Linked DNA regions of Pan troglodytes: region 1 is linked to region 2. Evidence: chromatin contacts called from public HiChIP or PLAC-seq data. All regions are on one chromosome and are shown on one strand. The core of a region is the stretch at or near the end of the contact, and the rest is flanking DNA. Distances in the headings are between cores, read along the strand shown.

Region 1 (4,709 bases), core at 1,578-4,077, 130 kb after region 2:
GGGAGAACTTCCACAGAAAACTAACTTTTAAAAAAAGATAAAAAGAACTATAGCTACTTAAAATAACATAGAAGGATTAAAATAAGCTTCTAATGAAATTCAAGCCAAATAGGGCCATTTAAAGTGAGGCACATCCCTTAATATTTCTGGGTCCAATATTCTTAATTGTAGATTGCAGAAAATTAACTCATTTCTAGATGACATTTTTGGTTGCTTCCAGTTTCATAATCTGGTAAGAATGACATTTTTTCTCTCTCTCTCTCTAACTCTAGCTGTACTTCTGAGCCTCCTCGTAGTAAACTTCACTGTCAGGTGAAACATAAAACAAGTTCAAGAATTTCAGTAGAACAACTTTTGAAGCAAGAGAGTGTCTTCTACTCTGAGAAACAGAACTGAGTGCTCTGCCATATCTCTGTGCCCCAACCCCTTAGGGGAGAAGGAGAAGGATTTGGAGTGATGGTAGGGATGGATGGATGTTTAACACATGTGATGCTTCTTGGTAATTAACACATCAGAATAAATTCACGTTTCACTCAGCCTAGTCAGCTCGAATGACTTCAGAGAATAGAACACAAGACAGGTTAAATCTTTCCAAGACAGGAGTGATAGGAGAGAGATGGCTTGATAAAGTTCCTAAACATGGGATACTATCAGCAGAGGAATGAGCATCAGAGTGGAAAGGCTAGAGAAAAAGTGTCCCTGGGAGCCTGGGGGCCAGGATGCTAGAGTGAAAATGAACACTTATTGAACGGTTCAAAGGACTTCAGAGAGCTGTGCTTCCCAACCTCCTTTTCAATATCAAAATGTGTCATAAATTACAGTCAACACACGTACACATGCTCACATAATTGTACATTTAGTACCTGTTGCTTTAAAAAAATGCTAGCAATCAGAAATACTTTAAAGCAAAAATGCATTTTATGAAGGTACTGCTTATATAAACATTTGAAAAACAATAACATATGTATCTGAGACAAACAGATGTCATTTTGCTTTAGCAGGTAAAGATATGACTGCACCTTCTTTATAGACACCAACATGCTGGGTAGTGAAATTCTCAGAGACTTGTTAGCATGTAGTACAAGTAACACCCATCTAAGTAGTAACCTTTATGTGTAGATGAATGTTAAAGCTTCCTAATGACAGCCTGCCTCAGGTGCCCTCTTTCAGTCACCCTGAAATCACTCCCTGCTTATATGGGGAAAGTGACCTTCAATAGTTTTCTATTTTCTGTATAATTTGGCCCAAACGTTTTAGTCTGGATTAAAACCTTTTCTCCTGCCTCCCCTCAAAGTGCCTCAGCTACACTCACCTCTCTGGCCCCCTTCAGCAATTCAAGTGAATTTGAGCTTTAATCTTTTGCACCTTGCACCTACCTCTCCGTCAGAACCCCATTTCATCTGAGCTGGTTGCTTTCTATGTGCCTTTTTGGCTTTGGGATGGACACTGTAACAAGTGATTTGCATTTCTGTGCCTCACTGTACTATGCCCCTCTCTAAGGCTGGCACAGGTCTCCTTCATTTTATACTCTACGACCTAAGAGTGCTTATAGCACAATGGGTGGTTGGTATCTATTAAACAAATGAATGTGTAAATGAATGATAGAAAGTAATAGGTGAAAAGTACGCTGAGATAGAGTCTGATCACAGGCAAAAAAAAAAAAAAATTGAAGAATTAATAGTCCAATGGCACTTTTCTTATAAAACTGAATTACATAGTCAAACCATCATTTAAAATAATCTTACAAGGAAAACAACATTAATGTGCGTCTGTTGAGACGGATTATGTTGTTTTGGAATTAGGAAGAGAATGTGCAGTTCGCTGTTTGCTTTCAGACTGTTTGTTTTGTTTATTAAACTGGCGTCTCCAGCTCTGCAGCCCAGCCTGTGGAACCTAAATGGCCCAGGTCCCAGGAGTTCCCATCGGAGCCGTGGGCGTCCCCAGGGTTTAGAAAGGCTCCCCAAGGGCCCAGGCTGCCGGCGAGTGCAGCTCCCGCCGGCGCCACCTCTGCGGTCTGGAGCGGCGAGGACGATCCCAGAGAGGCGCCCCCACTGCCTCGGTCGTCGGGTTCTTAAGTTTTTCTCTCCAAAAATTTAATGGATAGTTTTCTTTTGCTTCTGTTTCTGACTTGATTAAAGAGGCGGAAAAAAAGGAGTTTGACTCCAAGAAGAATGATAGTAGCAGAAGGCGCATCTGGCTTTACTTTCCAAATTCCATCAAAGTTTGTGTTTTGTTTCATTTGACAGCGATCCCGTGAACGTCTCCTCTGGGGAAATGGCGCGACCAAAGCCCGCCAAGCCCAGCTTGCGAACTGGAGGATTTATTAATGTAATATTTTAAACAAAACCTCGACAGACACAAACTCAAAGGAAACCGTGCGCTCCTTAAGTCAAAGGCATCTGTTCTGGAAGCAGAACCCGGTTTGCTGTTGGTAACCAGCGTTAAGAGCAGGATTTTTAAACATGACAATGGATAAAAGAAAAGAAAAGCGAAGTCCCGCGGTCCTCTGACTCCTATTCATTATCTCCAGCAGCATATGGGACCATTCTCCTACGTATCCTCGCCTTTTTCTTCTGAAAAAGCAAAAGCAACCAAGCCTGTCCCGCTTCAGAGCAATCCTACTCTTTGTGCCTGAGTAGTGCCACCACTACTACTTCCTCCTCCTCCCGCCTCCTCCTACCCCGCCCGCCTGCCGCTGGCTTTAGCTCTGGCGAGGAGGCGGCCGGCTCCCTTTGCGCCGGGAAGCCGGAGCCGCGATTGGGCGACGGTCCCTGAGCCTCCAGTTCTGCGTCGGTTTCAAGGCTCCTCCCTCCTGGTGAAAGACAGACTGCGGGGCGCCTGGAAACCGGTCCGAGGGCGCGCGAGGCAGAGGAGAGGGAGCGAGTTGAGGGATTGACACAAATGGTCAGGCGGCGGCGGCGGAGAAGGAGGCGGAGGCGCAGGGGGGAGCCGAGCCCGCTGGGCTGCGGAGAGTTGCGCTCTCTACGGGGCCGCGGCCACTAGCGCGGCGCCGCCAGCCGGGAGTCAGCGAGCCGAGGGCCAGGAAGGCGGGACACGACCCCGGCGCGCCCGAGCCACCCGGGTTCTCCCCGCCGCCCGCGCTTCATGAATCGCAAGTTTCCGCGGCGGCGGCGGCTGCGGTACGCAGAACAGGAGCCGGGGGAGCGGGCCGAAAGCGGCTTGGGCTCGACGGAGGGCACCGGCGCAGAGGTCTCCCTGGCCGCAGGGGGAGCCGCCGCCGGCCGTGCCCCTGGCAGCCCCAGCGGAGCGGCGCCAAGAGAGGAGCCGAGAAAGTATGGCTGAGGAGGAGGCGCCTAAGAAGTCCCGGGCCGCCGGCGGTGGCGCGAGCTGGGAACTTTGTGCCGGGGCGCTCTCGGCCCGGCTGGCGGAGGAGGGCAGCGGGGACGCCGGTGGCCGCCGCCGCCCCCCAGTTGACCCCCGGCGATTGGCGCGCCAGCTGCTGCTGCTGCTTTGGCTGCTGGAGGCTCCGCTGCTGCTGGGGGTCCGGGCCCAGGCGGCGGGCCAGGGGCCCGGGCCGGGGCAGCAACCGCCGCCGCCGCCTCAGCAGCAACAGAGCGGGCAGCAGTACAACGGCGAGCGGGGCATCTCCATCCCGGACCACGGCTATTGCCAGCCCATCTCCATCCCGCTGTGCACGGACATCGCGTACAACCAGACCATCATGCCCAACCTGCTGGGCCACACGAACCAGGAGGACGCGGGCCTGGAGGTGCACCAGTTCTACCCTCTAGTGAAAGTGCAGTGTTCCGCTGAGCTCAAGTTCTTCCTGTGCTCCATGTACGCGCCCGTGTGCACCGTGCTAGAGCAGGCGCTGCCGCCCTGCCGCTCCCTGTGCGAGCGCGCGCGCCAGGGCTGCGAGGCGCTCATGAACAAGTTCGGTTTCCAGTGGCCAGACACGCTCAAGTGCGAGAAGTTCCCGGTGCACGGCGCCGGCGAGCTGTGCGTGGGCCAGAACACGTCCGACAAGGGCACCCCGACGCCCTCGCTGCTTCCAGAGTTCTGGACCAGCAACCCTCAGCACGGCGGCGGAGGGCACCGTGGCGGCTTCCCGGGGGGCGCCGGCGCGTCGGAGCGAGGAAAGTTCTCCTGCCCGCGCGCCCTCAAGGTGCCCTCCTACCTCAACTACCACTTCCTGGGGGAGAAGGACTGCGGCGCACCTTGTGAGCCGACCAAGGTGTATGGGCTCATGTACTTCGGGCCCGAGGAGCTGCGCTTCTCGCGCACCTGGATTGGCATTTGGTCAGTGCTGTGCTGCGCCTCCACGCTCTTCACGGTGCTTACGTACCTGGTGGACATGCGGCGCTTCAGCTACCCGGAGCGGCCCATCATCTTCTTGTCCGGCTGTTACACGGCCGTGGCCGTGGCCTACATCGCCGGCTTCCTCCTGGAAGACCGAGTGGTGTGTAATGACAAGTTCGCCGAGGACGGGGCACGCACTGTGGCGCAGGGCACCAAGAAGGAGGGCTGCACCATCCTCTTCATGATGCTCTACTTCTTCAGCATGGCCAGCTCCATCTGGTGGGTGATCCTGTCGCTCACCTGGTTCCTGGCGGCTGGCATGAAGTGGGGCCACGAGGCCATCGAAGCCAACTCACAGTATTTTCACCTGGCCGCCTGGGCTGTGCCGGCCATCAAGACCATCACCATCCTGGCGCTGGGCCAGGTGGACGGCGATGTGCTGAGCGGAG
Region 2 (5,200 bases), core at 1,100-3,599:
ACTTGCATCTTCTGACTTCTTAAAACCCAAATTAATTTCTTAGGGACTATTTAGCCAGCAGCATAATATGAGTGAAGCTTTCTTATAAATAGTGGGCCCAAGCTGTGACGTGGCTAGTAACCACAATATTTATTACAAGGAAGTTGGCAGTCACATATAGAAAGTAGTTAGAATCAGTTCAGGTGCTGTATTTTTCTTTTTCATTTAATGTTGATTCTTGTGAATTTGGGATACAGAAGGAATTGTCTATGCCCTAAGTGCACTGTATTGTATTATTAATACCAGTATAGCAGCTGAGTCCCACTAGACAGTCTTTGTGGTCTGCTGATACTCTAAGAAGTGTCTAAGCATAAAAGGAGGCTGTTTGAGTTGAAGTGGGCTGATGGTCTGGGATGACATTTGAATGCACAGAGGACAATGTCTAAATGACAATGTCGAGAAGGAAAGGCAAAAAGAAGCTGGAAACTATTCCCGCTGTCCCATGGATACTCGTCACTCCTTCTGCGATATTCTTCACATGGGAGCTTTGTCTGGGTAGAAATGGGGAGTGGGATCAGGGAGGGCTAGACACTGGGGCCTGGGGACAAGAGCCAGGGTTTCATGTCCTTAAACACATTAAAATTCTAGACAGATAGCAAATGTAATGAAAATTGCAACCTGAATGTGTTCTGATAGACAAAGTTAAACACTTTAGCTAAAGTATTACAAGTATAATTAAGAAAAAGTTTGCAATACTCTGAATTGCTTCTGTGAATAAAGCCTTTAAGAGCATCAAATTGGTTGTGCAAATGAATGGTTTACTGAGCATCTTTTGGAATTTAGGATAGCTGCTTTCTCTGCTAACCAACGCATGCACACACACACACACACACACACAAACACACACCATTCATACAGCCAAAAAGAATAATTTTTCAGCAGTCCTTGAGTTGTGAAGATAACATCATAGATTAATCAAAGGTTACTTTTCCATTTAGGGAAATAATGTACACAATCTAGAAAAAAAAAACAAAAGTTAGAGTCATTGGTGGAAATTTATCTCATTATAAAAATAACCCTGTATGCTAAGCATGGAATCAAATACTGAACTGTTAACCTCAATATTGGGGTGAATTTTTTCCCTTTAAATTATCACCATTCTCTTAATGTAGTTTGCATTACGTATAGTGCCCTTGGATTTTTAATTGCTCTGGATTATCATTTTCAATGCAATTAGTAAAATGCCCTCAATTACATATAATAATTACTGTAAATGGGGCTATTGGCCTAATTACTATAAATGGGGAAAGATGTGTGATTATAATGTGCAATTAAATCATGTACAGTATTTATTTTACATTATTACATACAATGGTATAATGATAACACATAATTATATTGTATCTTTCCTTGGTCAACAAATCTACTCCATATTAAGATACCTAGAGTTGTGATACATTGCCAAATTAACCATCTCCGGGATCATTCTTCCTAAAATAATAGGGTTATTCTGTGGGCCAAGGCCCCACTAAGTTTAAATATAATTAAATAAACTGATTCTGCACAGGCAGGAAAAATCTGGAAGGAAAAAAATTATTTCACCTCTATTAGTTAAGAATGCCCAGATTATCCTCTTTTTGTCGGTGTCAAGAATTTAATCCTCCCTGGTGCCATACCAACCTCCACCATACCTGTTTGTTTTTATGTGAATATGTAAAAATTAACACCCCTAAATGTTGGTAACATTTAAAATATGCCTGAGAAAAAAAGAGGTTCTTTCTTCACTGTGGCAAATATTATAATCATCCCTAGTTTACAAATGCACACTTAACGAGCTTATAGCACATAATTAATTCTGCAAAGGATGCTGTTTGACAGAGTGGGATTATGAGAATTGCATATTGATAGTGGCAGGAGAAATAAATCTATTTTCTCTACGTAAGGTGGGATATATCTTGTGTTCTTTAGAAACTGGCACATCTCAGAGGTGTAGCTCTCAAAATGATCTCAGGATGGAAAGAAATCAGTAATTACAGAGCCAGGCATTCAGTTGTGTCCTAATTTTCCCACCAGTTTTTCAGTGTTTCAGCTGCCTCAGAGACTTAAAGTATTCTCATTAGGTAGCTGCAGAGGCAGCCGCTTGCCTACTCCCTCATTCTCTCACTCGCTTTTCCTTTTTTTATTTTTTTTTCCTTCCATTCCTGCCTTGGGAGTGACTGTGAAGATCATTTGCTGGAATGATTGGCAGGTTAGAGGATTCGATCAGATGAGTTCCTCTTAGTGCAGGTCAAAAAGGCTAGTTAGCAGGAGCTGTCGAAAAATGCCAGCAGCATTCGAAATGGGAAATGTCATGACTTCGAGGCAGGGGGTGCCACCTGGAACAGAAAGCTCTCGGCTCATTAGCAAGTTACAGGATGTGGGCTTAACTGGAGGGAGCAGGGAAGGAAAGATAATACCCAATAGGGAAAATGATTGTGAAGTGGAATTGATTTCATGTATAATTTGTTTATCACTAGAGGGGACAAATGCTGTCCTTCTGACATGAGCAGAGGAGTGTGGACTATGAATGAAGCAACTTAGCATAATCTCCAGGTTGAGCTTTGGATTTAAAGAAAGCAAACTTCTTTATTCTTAACTGTGGAAATGATCAGGTCATGTTACATTAATCAAAGCTGACATACTCTCAAATGTTTTATCTGGGCAATTGTGGCAATTCGACAGAAGCGGATAGAGATGGGCAACTTTAGAAAATAAGAGGGATTTTCCCCCCCTCTGCTAGTGTGGAAGACTAGCTTAGTTGCATACTGAATTATAACAGGGTTGGTGTTTATACTCAGTGGTTAGCTAGGCTGCACATATCAAACCAGGGTTCCGGATTCACGTGCAGTCTCATTGATAGAAGAGACCACATGCCCTTTGGGAGATTTGTGTCTAATCCATGTGAAAAAATGTATGTACATTTTAGAATATGACTGTGTCCTATTTTGGTACAATGTTAAAATTTTAACTTCTTTTTTTTTAAAGGAGAAGTTCTCCAATTTCATTGCTGCCTACATGTCAATTCATCTAGAATTTAATATTCTACTATAAAGTTAACAATTTACAGTAACCTTATTTACAAACAAAACTAAACTAAAAAGTTGCTGTTATAGAGGAAATTAATCTGCAGTTTATAAAAAGAGAACACAGTGGCAAAACAGAAAATAGTATTGCCTCGCATGTATTCATACTAAACTCCAAATTAAAGGCTTCCAGTATTTTTACAATGTATCAAATGAGCTTTTGTTTAAAGCCTTTTTTTAAACATAAATTCCATCCGAAAACGTATTTTGTTTTGATAAGAAACTTTTATGATATCATTTATCTTTTGGCGTGGAGATCTTCATCTTGTTAAGTCACAAATGCCACAGCTGCAAGTCTTTCTGGCTGAACACTAAAGGATGTTTACTTAGCATCCAGATTCTGGTTAAAATGTATATTTTCAAAATGTCTTTGCCTTGGGTTTCTCTTAAACATTGAGACATTTTATGAGGCAGTTGTTAAATAGCCAAGGCTTGTTTTATCAAGCAGCCTCAGACTGCTGTGTAATGTGAATAGGAATCTTAAAACCTCCTAGTCCAAAACACTGGTGCAAAATTCATTCCATTCTGTATTCAGCATAAAAAGCTTAGCATTAAGCTACTGTATATAGCTGTCAAGATATACTGCATTAGTTCTGTCAAATATAAAAATTTAAACATCAGTGTGAATCCACTCATCCCCTCATTTGGGAATTGTATTGTGTGGTCCAGAAGCTGGCCTTGAAAACAAAATTTTTATAGAATGCTGTCTGAAATGGTTCACCTAACGTTAAGATTTTTTATCTTTCACAGAAACCCAATTTGTTAATAACTGACAGATTTATTAGATTAATAAATAAACAAACCACTTTGAGGGAAAACATTGTCAAAAAAATGTTATAATAAAATAATTGGGTATAGTTGTCTACAAGTAACAAGTAGGTTTCCCAGTCTGTACCTTTAAGTAAGAAGCCCTTACCACTCAAGACAGGCAAGTTGAAGGCTCCTGGCCCTGCAGACTGCAGGGGTGAATTGGTGGTGTTTGTGCATGCCTGGTCTCATTGCCTACCCTTTTCTCCAGCCCCTCCTCTCAATTCCACATTGCAGAGTCAGCTCTGCACTCACTGACTTCTTAGACTCTCCAGTATTTTACATTCTTCTCAATCCATCTCCTCTCCATTAACTAATTGCTGGTACATATTGACATTCTTATGTTTATCATACTCTTTGTTGAACGTTTCCACAACTCTGTGGATTGAGTAACCATGTGTTAAAAGTCTTACTTTCAGTTTTGTGGGTTCTCCTCAGAGAAGGTCCCTGGATACTAAAGAAAAGAAATGATAGTTTTATCATCGTCTTTTATGTCAGCAGATCTCAAAGTGTGGTCCATATACCATGTGGATCCCCAGGGGCTTCATGCCCAGGGCCTTCATGGGGTCAAAACTGTTTTCATAATAACACTAAGATATTCTTTGCCATTTACACTGTGTTGACATTTGCACTAGTGGTGCAAAAGCAATGGAGGGTAAAACTGCTGGCTCCTTAGCATGAATCAAAGCAGTGACACTCTAAACTGTATTCCTGGGCACTGTGTCTTCACAACCACACAATTCAATTTTGGAGGGGGCAGAAAAAGCTTCACTTAATAATATTCTTGATGAGGAAATTAAAAGTAATGATTTTATTAAACCTCTACTTTTAGGTAAATGTCTTCTTAATATACTGTGTGACTAAATGGGAAGTTTGCCTAAGTCATTTCCACTGGATACCTAGTTACCATGGTTGTCTCAAGGAAAACTCTTGTACAGTTGTTTGAGTTGTAAGCTGAACTAACTGCTTTTTTCCAGGCATATGGTTTTTACTTGAAAGAATGACTGACAGGAAAAACTATGGTTATTCAGACTTGGGTATTTGGCAGACATCTTCTCAGAAAGGAACCAAAAATGAGTTCATCACCAAAGCAAAAAAAACAGTAGTAATTTGTTGATAAAATTAGAGCTTTCAATAGAAAATTTGAATTTGAGAACACTATGGGTAGCTTTTATTTGCCACTGTGAACTGGACAGTGATAATGAGATTGGTGGTAATATAAACAAGTATGATTTTTTTGATATTATATAGTGAAACGTGTCAACCCTTGAAATACCTGCATAACTCACTAA

What was found. HiChIP or PLAC-seq counts read pairs in DNA pulled down with a chosen protein or histone mark.
Region 1: an H3K4me3 HiChIP or PLAC-seq map of stem cell-derived excitatory neurons shows a contact between it and region 2, with 11 times the contacts expected there. The contact joins two enhancer-like sites. A contact is called at or near these places in 1 of 7 Hi-C or Micro-C datasets (stem cell-derived neural progenitor cells) and 1 of 1 datasets of contacts at active chromatin or transcription factors (stem cell-derived excitatory neurons).

What each region holds. Positions count from the first base shown.
Region 1 is chr6:100,645,239-100,649,947 of NHGRI_mPanTro3-v2.0_pri, forward strand. It overlaps FZD1 (frizzled class receptor 1), which reads left to right. Exons shown (of 1, transcript XM_016945222.4): 1 at 1-4,709. The coding sequence starts at 3,296. Among named protein-coding and RNA genes, the nearest start is that of FZD1, 5.3 kb to the left of the region's middle. Within about 2 kb of position 2,828, at least 21 of the 24 cell types and tissues checked have an H3K27ac peak or open chromatin away from gene starts, as enhancers often do. A contact at or near this core is called in stem cell-derived excitatory neurons, where this site is marked.
Region 2 is chr6:100,514,367-100,519,566 of NHGRI_mPanTro3-v2.0_pri, forward strand. All of the region lies in intron 14 of CDK14 (cyclin dependent kinase 14), which reads left to right. Among named protein-coding and RNA genes, the nearest start is that of FZD1, 130 kb to the right of the region's middle. Within about 2 kb of position 2,350, at least 4 of the 24 cell types and tissues checked have an H3K27ac peak or open chromatin away from gene starts, as enhancers often do. A contact at or near this core is called in stem cell-derived excitatory neurons, where this site is marked.